Linked DNA regions of Mus musculus: region 1 is linked to region 2. Evidence: chromatin contacts called from public promoter capture Hi-C data. All regions are on one chromosome and are shown on one strand. The core of a region is the stretch at or near the end of the contact, and the rest is flanking DNA. Distances in the headings are between cores, read along the strand shown. Region 1 holds the start of 1700122O11Rik (RIKEN cDNA 1700122O11 gene). Region 2 holds the start of Pgc (progastricsin (pepsinogen C)).

Region 1 (3,515 bases), core at 810-3,309, 310 kb before region 2:
ACACACACACACACACACACACACACACACACACACACCACCGCCACCATCCTCCGCGGAGGCTGCAACTAGAGAAGCAAAGTTAGAAGGACCTTGGTCAAACTGGTCTCGATCCTGGGATTTTCTGGGCAATTGGAGGCCACAATTTAGATAGTTTCCGGAATCGATGTCCCTTAAAGACCAGCGCCTGGACTCTACTGAGTAAACTCCCATTTCAACTTCCTCCTCTTCCTCTATTTGAACAACGTGTATCATTAAATTATAAAATTGTTGTTGTTGTTGTTGTTGTTTCAAAAATTAACTTTATTGGGGGAGGGGCAGTTGCCCGAGGACAACTTGTGAGAACCAGGTTTTGCCTTCCACACTTAGGGGTCCCTGGAATGGAACTTATGTCAATACACTAGGCAGCAAGGGGCAGCCGCTTTTTATCTTTTATCTTTTACACTGAGACCCAGAGGACAGCTTCTTCAACGTCGCGTAGTAAATTTATCCTAGAGCTCAAGCCCACACGGGTTGCCCAGTTGCCCGGCCGTCAGGACCACTGCAGGGACTGAACAGTAGAAGGCAGAAGCAGGTGGCCCGTGTTTCGCCCTCCGTGGGAGACACTGACTGACTGCAGGCATAGTGACTGCGGGGGAAGACTGCAACTCTCAAAGTCCCCACTTCCTGTCCTTGCCTAGAGGGAGGAGGGGGGAGTCCCAGGCAGGGCCTTGGAAACCCTGACTAATGGGCAGGAGCCTCTGCGGGACTCCGCCCAGAGTTGGTTGCTGTCAGCTTCAGGGAGCTACTGAGAGGGAAAATTACTCACGTGGGAGGGAGGGATTGTTTTTAAGTAGAGGCAGATGGTAGAGAGGTGGGACTCGAAGGAAAGTGCACAACACTTTGTGGCCGGCAATATGTATTATTTGCAATATCTGGGGTCCTACTGTGTGCCAGCCACTCCTTTTCTCTTGCACCATCTACTCTCTCTGCATGAGCTGGAGAGATGGGAACCAACTTGCGTTCCACTTTGCAGATGAAGATAATGGGGCTCTAGGAGATGGAGATGCTTGCCCAGGGTAGCCAGTAAGGAAATCCCAAGCGTTCACTTCACACTTACCTGCAGGCTTCCTTCTTCAGCCTGGATTGTGTTCCTCGGCCTTCTAGGTCATCAAACCCTAGCCCTTTCTTCTCTAAGATTCCCTAGACAGGCAGGCCAGCTGTTGTGCTGGACTTGATCTCTTTACTCTAGCCAATAAAAACAAGGAAGAGAGACAAGAGCCACGAAGGGACACTTGGTATACCCATCCCCTTGCATACTCCCAAGACAACCACACACCTTAAAGTTCCACAGCAGGAACAGAAAGAAGACTGTGAGGTTCCAGGTCAGGGGCATTTCAGCACCAACTGGAGGGCAGAGAGATCTTGCCAGTTCTTCACGTTCCTGCTCAGAAATTAGCCTAAGCTTAGGACTCCAGCTATACTACTGTAGAAATTTAGGCTCTCCATGCCCGCTATTCCAGTATTCAGGGGGCTGAGACTGGAGGATAATGAGTTTGAAACCAGCCTGGGCTAACCAAGAGACTTGTCAAAAGCAAGAACAAAATACCCACATCAGATTCTCCTTCTCCAGTCAAATGTAGTGAGCATCGAAGTTTATCATCAATGTCTAGAAACACTCTCAAGGTCAGGCACAAGGGTATCTGCCCACATACTAATCTTTGAAGGTGGAGACAAACAGGTCGGAAGTAGCAGACTAACTTGGACTACATCATGAGATCTTGTCTCAAAACCAGTCAGGCATTGCTGGTGCTACCTTTAATCCCAGCAGCACCTGACTCTTCAGAGGAGAGGGGTCCCCAGCTGAACTGTGGGCTCTGTGGTATCTCATCCATTCCACAGAGGAGCTGGGGAAATGGAAGGAGAGTTAACATCCCAGAGACCCTAAGGAGCTAGATTTGGTAAAGACATGATGGCTCCTTTGGACTTATGGCTCACAAGGATGATGTCACAATAGGTTTGGAGGTGTGGCTCCTCCCTTTAAGCTAAGATAAAGAAGTTCTTGCTCACATTCCCTTCCCTTCTACTCCGAGTGGATAGGATGGAGTGGCATGGGCATGTCCCGTGGCCTGTCAGCCACTGGCCAAGTGACTTTGGAGGTCTGTCTCATGGACAGACATGAGCAGAAATAATCTCAACCCCAAATCTATACAGAAGTACTGGTTAGAAGTGTGTGTGCGTGCGTGTGTGCGTGTTCCTGTGCATGTGTGTGTGTGTGTGTTCAAGGAAGAAAGCCCCACTATGGCTTAGTAAGGCTCTCTGTAAGCGTCCCTGACGTGCCAGGTACAAACAAAGGTAATGGTAGCCATCGGAGGAGAGAGGGACTGAGGGGACTGATTCAAAGCATCTGTCAAAGTGATGAATGGTCCAGGCTTGGGCCTTGAGTCACCTAACTGGTAGAGTTTTTGTCAGGCAGAGGGGACTGAGAGCCAGGTGTAGCCTCACAAATCTGTGATCCAGCACTTGGAAGACTGCATCAGTCAGGGGAATTGAGAGTTTGAAGCCAGCTTGGACTACATAGTGAGACACTGCCTCAGAAAAAAAAAAAAAGCTAGGGGGGTTTGTCACTATATTCTAAGTGGCAAGATTGCCATCCAAATAGTCCAGCGTTGGTAGGCCTAAGGCCTAAATCTGGGGTGAGAGTGTGAGCTAGGGAAGGAATTTGGTTCTTCCCCAACCCTGAATCTGTCAATCCTGGATTCTCTTGATATGAGGTTCCTACCATCCCCCCCCCTTTTTTTAAGAGGAAAGATGGGTGAATTCTATCTTCAGTCCTATGTCCAAGATCTCATCATTGGAAGATATTTGGAACAAAATAAAACTTGAGGAAGAGGAGGAAGAAGAAGAAACAGGGAAGGAGAATGTAGACCAAGAGCAAGAGAAAGAAGAACAAAACAGGTGTGTTGAGACACAGCGCCTTCCTTCTTCCTCCTGTCCCTCCCGGCTCTGGAGAGCCTCACTCTATGACCATATCGGTCCGCTGCCCCTCTATCTCCACTCCCTGACTCCACTCTTCCTTCCTTTTGCTCAGGATCAAGGCCCTTCTTGGAGTACCCAAGCAGAACTCAGTGTGGGGCCTGATGGCTTGGCCCAGGCCCTCCCCAGAGCAAGCCCAGTGGTGGGAAGATTTCTCCCTGCCCTCACTCCGTGGAACCTGCCTCTGCGGCTGCAGATTGAGCTCAAAGATGAGGCTCCACCCCCTACCCTCCATGACTTCCTGCCCCACCCCTAAAACCTTGCCCTCATTGGGATCTAGAGAAGAGTCTAGCTGGCTAAGAAACCAGCCTCTGATGGAGCCTCTATCAGCGTCCAGATTGAAGATGCCCAAAGCAGTTCCCAGACTTCCACCCAAGGTCTCCCCTAAGAGATCTACTATGCCCAAGACAGGGCAACAGCAGACCGCAATGTCAATGTGGCCTCCGGTTATTATCAACCCTCCCTCCAAGAGCTCTGCTCTTAAGGGACAACACACACCC
Region 2 (4,912 bases), core at 1,823-4,322:
ACCCCTTCAAGAAGCTGCCTATATCAAGACCCTGAGTAGCATGAGACACAACCAAAGAGAGACTCGTTGGACCAGAGATAATAGGATTCCAAGGCTCTTCCATGGACCAAAATAGGATTATAAAGGTAAACTCCATCTGCCCGCCCACACTACTGCCGGACAAGACCACACCCAGTATTGCTCCAACCTATCCTTTAGACACACTTCATGGAAGCATGGTGAGTGGAGAGGTCAGGTGGGGTGAACAGATGGTGGGGTGAACAGATGGTAGGATTGACTGTTAGAAACAGAGTAGCCGATTGCCCAGGAGAAAAAAGGGGTGTCATTGTCCCAGCGATCAGGATGGGTAAGGTGAGCTGGCACAGGTGAAGGTATAGATTGCTTAGCAGGAAAGGCAATGGAGCCCCAGCTGCAGGGCCAGCCTCTTGATGTGATTTGGACATGTCATGTGACTACAGACCACCACCCTCCTCTCCGGGAGTGGACTTGCTCCCAGCATTCTTAGGGAGGTGTCTGTCCCCCTTGCTGCCCATCCAGCACTCACTGCAGGCCTCGCTCTGGCAGTAGACAGAAGACACCCACAGGTTGGAGGAGCCAGTGTCGAAAAGGACCAGGAAGTTCTGGGGTGGAGTCCCGATGCTGATCTCACCATAGTAGGAAGCCTGGTGGGGTAGGGGATGTTACAGGATAAACTGCTTAGCTCTGAGGGATCTAAGGGCTCAGCAACTCCAAAAGCAAGCGGAGAAGGACTCAGCTGCTGCCCTCCAGACCGCACCAAAACCACTGGCCCAAGTCTTCCCTCGAAACCTGCCCCAAGCGGCAACGGATGCTCAGTCTGTGCGTGGGCTCAGCTGAAAGCAACCCCCCCTCCCCCCAGCTCAGGCTCTCCAACAGTTGCCCATAGCAGGTTAGGAAAAGGATGTGTGCAACCCAGGGCAGGAAGGCAGGCAGAAGACCTTTTGGCAGCAGGGACAGAGACACCCTGGGTTGGGAGAAGGGTGTTAAGACTTACATCCATATAGGCCATGGGCTCATAGAGTACACTGTAGTCACCAAACTTGCCAAAGTGGTATTTCTGGCCAGGGTCATACTTGTGGTTCTTCAGAAAGTCTTTGAGGACACCTTGTTCCTTCATGGTCTCCCGGATACTCTTCATTTTCTTCAGGGGGACCCTGTGGAAGGCGGTGGATGTGTCAGGCCCGGGCCCTGCCTTCTTCTTTCTTCCCTTTCTCCTTCCATACCTCTCTCTCTCTGTGTGTCTCCTAGCTCTGTCCGTGTGTCTCAGTCTCTCTGCCAGTCTGCCCCCAAGCACGCCCACTGAATCTCTATCTCTCCTCTCCATCTCTCGCTTTCCATTCTTCCTAGTTTTTCTTCCCCTTCATCTTTTTCTTTCTACTTCCTCCCTCGCTCAAACTCCTCCTTAATGTTTGCTCCAAGATTCGGAAGTTAACCAACTTCAACTTTATCCATCCTCACCCCACATAAAAGGCTGCCCAGGGCCCCTGTTCTTTGGTTTTTTTCGAGACAGGGTTTCTCTGTATAGCCCTGGCTGTCCTGGAACTCACTTTGTAGACCAGGCTGGCCTCGAACTCATAAATCCGCCTGCCTCTGCCTCCCAAGTGCTGGGATTAAAGGCGTGCACCACCAACGCCTGGCTCAAGGGCCCCTGTTCTACTACAGCCTGTAATTCTCCCCAGGAACAGGAAGGTGACTTGGAGAATTGTCCTTATTAGAATCAGTGAGTTTATGTTTTTGAAACTGGGTCTCACATGTCTCAGGCTGGCCTCAAACTTGATATGAATCAAAAAGCGGCCTCTAACTTCTGATCCTCCTTCTTCTGCCACCACACCCAGTTTCTAGAGTGCTGAGGGTCAAAGCCAGAGCATCATACATGCTAGGCAAGTATCCTACCAACTGAGCCACATCCCAGTCCATGGTGCTACACTTTTTTAAAGGTGCCAGAGAAAGCAGGTTCACCCCAAAGTGTCCTTTCCTATGGTGGTCCTCTGGCACCAAGTACCAACCAACCGACGGGACAGAGTGTGGAAGAAGGGGAATCGTGCTGATCCCCCTACTTATTGATAACTTTACAACCCAGGGACATCACTGTGCCTCGTGGAACAGTCCACAGGGAAGTGACTTGTGAACTCCAGAGTTAGAGCATAGGGGTCATGGCTTCTGCCAATGGCACCATGAGCGTGATCCAAGTGGGCTGCCATTGCCCAAGGGTCTCTGCAGAGCCACCTGCGTGCACTGCAACCTAGAATTCCTTTTTCTTGTATTCTTTCTTTCCATTGTAACTCCTCATTCTCGTAGGACTCTAGGATTCCAGGGTCTCTCTGCTTACACCTCCACGGGAGGGCACACCATTCACCTGTACTGCGGTTGCACCATGCTAGCTTAAGCTAGCTGGCCTTTCACCCAAGAAACTACCAGGTAGCAGGCCTGGCAAGATGGCTTAACAGGGAAAGGGGCTTGCTGCCAAGCCTGAAGACTTGAGTGTAGCTCCTAGTACCATAGGGTAGAAGGAGGCCCTGACTCCTTGGATCTGTCCTCTGACCTCCACAAATATTCAGTGGCCCAGGCACACTTATCTCATCATCCCACATACACACACACACACACACACACAAATTTTAAAGAAAAAACTTTTTAAAAATTATGAACTATCAAAATCTACAGATGCTCAAATCCATGAGTATTCCTTATAACCTGTGTAATCCTCCCCACTACAGTATCTTTGGATCACTATTAATACATATGAAGGGGCTGAAGGCATGGCTCCGTGGTTTAAGAGCACAGTTTGCTTTCCCAGAAGTGCAGGGTTCGAGTCTCAGCACCCACAACCTGTTGTAATGCCTGTCCCAGGGGATCTGACACCTTCATAGGCACCAGAGTCCAGGTTCCCGCCTGAGGGTCTCCGAGCCTAGAGCCATTCTCCAGTCTCACCTGATCAAAGCTGCCTCCAGGAGTGGGAGGCAGAGCAAGGCGACCACCATCCACTTCATGATGCCGGTTTGCAGCTGGTCTCACTGGAAGAAATCACTTCGAGCTCGACCGTTGCGGTGGAGTGGAGAGCTGAGCGGGACTCCTTCCTTTTATACACCCAGGAGCTAGCCCAGCCCCTGACTCCCAGCCTGGGCAAGCATGCCGCCCCCCTGCCCCGCCCCAAGCCAAGATGTCCCTTGGACTCCAAGTATCAATAGTTTCTGTGTGTTTTTCCTTCTGGAGCAGGACCAGGACATTTTTCATCTTATTGACTTTCTTACTTCAAGCAGGGAAGGCCAGGAGGTAGCTGCGATATGAGGGAACAAAGCAGCCGCACAGTGAAGTGGCAAAGATTGCACCTCTGGGAATCAGAGGCGCCATAGAGGTGTTTGAGGTGAGGGCTTGAAGAAGGGGCCTGGGACCTGACAGTTGGTCCCTCAAGCTTGTCTCCAATGATATTTGGAAGCAAATAATTCTTTGTTTCTGGGCATGATCTGTTCACTGTAGGATGCTACCAATAACCCCATCTTCCCACTAAATGCTAATAGCAGCCCCTACTTGCTCCCCTCCCCAACCCTAGGCTGTAGCCACCAAAATGACTCCAGGCATTTTTGGTTTCCCCTTGGAGACAAGCTCTTGAGGAACCGCCTAGTCCACCATACTTGCAACATACTTGGAGGTCTGACTTAAGTCATGATTCCCAATCCCCCTTAAACTTCTGGGAGCTGGGGTTCAGGGGCAGCAGTCTGTGGTGACAGTACTGATGCTGAGGTCGGGGCTAGCAGATGGAGTCAGAACGGAGTGGTGGTTTGGAAGCTTTCGGCATGAAGTCCTGTCCCAATTCAGCGGGAATCACTCCCAGAGGAGAATCACACCATACAGCCATGTGAGCTGCGTTCTAAGAGCAGGGTGTGAATGGAGGGGCCACACCTGCACCCTGCTCTTTCTCCCGCTGTCTCTCTTCCCTCCCCGTTGCTATCTGGGAGCTTTATTTGGTTGGGGGTCTGGGGGTTGAACCTAGGGTCTCATGTGTGCCAGTCAACCACTGAGCCGGTTTGTGGATGTGTTCATATGGTGTATGTGTGTGCGCCTGCACACTTTCACCTATGCAGGTACATGTGGAAGCCAGAGGCAGATGTTAGAATGTCTTCTTCAAGTGCGTATCTACCTTCATTTTTTAAAATTTTCAAATAAGGGGTGGTGGGAGGGGATGGGGGCGTCGCTCAATGTGTCACCACTGCAGGGGGTTTTTCTCTTCTTCTACCAAGTGGGTCCTGGGGAGTCTCAGGCTTGATGGCAAGCTCCTTTACCCACTGAGCTATTTTGCTGGCCCCCTCACCTTATATTTGAAAGATGGGATCTCTCACTGAGTACTGAGCCTGCTGCCTCATGTAAACTGAAGGCTGGTGAGTCCCTGGGCTCTATCTGCCTCTGTCCTCGGGTGCGAGGGTTATAGACACATGCCATATAGTCATGGCCTGCTCTTTATGTGGGTGATGAATTTAAACTCATCTCCAGGCTGGCACGACCTAGGCTATTTTTTCTTTTAGTTTGGAAACAAAATCTCCCACGATAGACCAAGTTGACTTGGAACTCACTCTGCAGCCCAGGGTGGCCCAGAATTCTCAACCGTCTCTCTGCCCTAGCTTCCCAAGTTCAGGGATTGTAGGTGTGTGCTTCTACGCATGGATATATTTTATTTTTGAGACAGACACTTGCTAATTTGCACAGGCTAGACTTGAACTCACTCTGTAGTCTAGGCAGGCCTTGAACTTATTGTCCACCAGAGTCAACACTACCTATCTACTATGTAGGTAGGATTACAGGTCTATACCAGTAGGCCCTGCTCTTCTATCTTTAGGGATTCTCAAAGCCCCTCTGTCTCCCCCATTACCCTCTCCAAAGCACTTACCCATCCCACTAA

Evidence for each region. Promoter capture Hi-C pulls out the DNA fragments that hold promoters and counts their contacts.
Region 1: a promoter capture Hi-C map of stem cell-derived epiblast-like cells shows a contact between it and region 2, with 4 times the contacts expected there. The contact joins the promoter of 1700122O11Rik here to the promoter of Pgc in region 2. A contact is called at or near these places in 1 of 39 promoter capture datasets (stem cell-derived epiblast-like cells), 5 of 484 Hi-C or Micro-C datasets (CD4 T cells, Th1 cells and embryonic stem cells), 9 of 115 datasets of contacts at active chromatin or transcription factors (embryonic hindbrain, embryonic stem cells, large pre-B cells and 2 more) and 3 of 9 other capture datasets (embryonic stem cells, macrophages and pancreatic islet).

Annotation. Positions count from the first base shown.
Region 1 is chr17:48,036,837-48,040,351 of GRCm38.p6, reverse strand. It overlaps 1700122O11Rik (RIKEN cDNA 1700122O11 gene), which reads left to right and starts at 2,059. Exons shown (of 3, transcript NM_029689.1): 1 at 2,059-2,138; 2 at 2,784-2,937; 3 at 3,071-3,515. The coding sequence starts at 2,081.
Region 2 is chr17:47,725,002-47,729,913 of GRCm38.p6, reverse strand. It overlaps Pgc (progastricsin (pepsinogen C)), which reads right to left and starts at 3,072. Exons shown (of 9, transcript NM_025973.3): 1 at 2,950-3,072; 2 at 1,013-1,172; 3 at 545-662. The coding sequence starts at 3,008.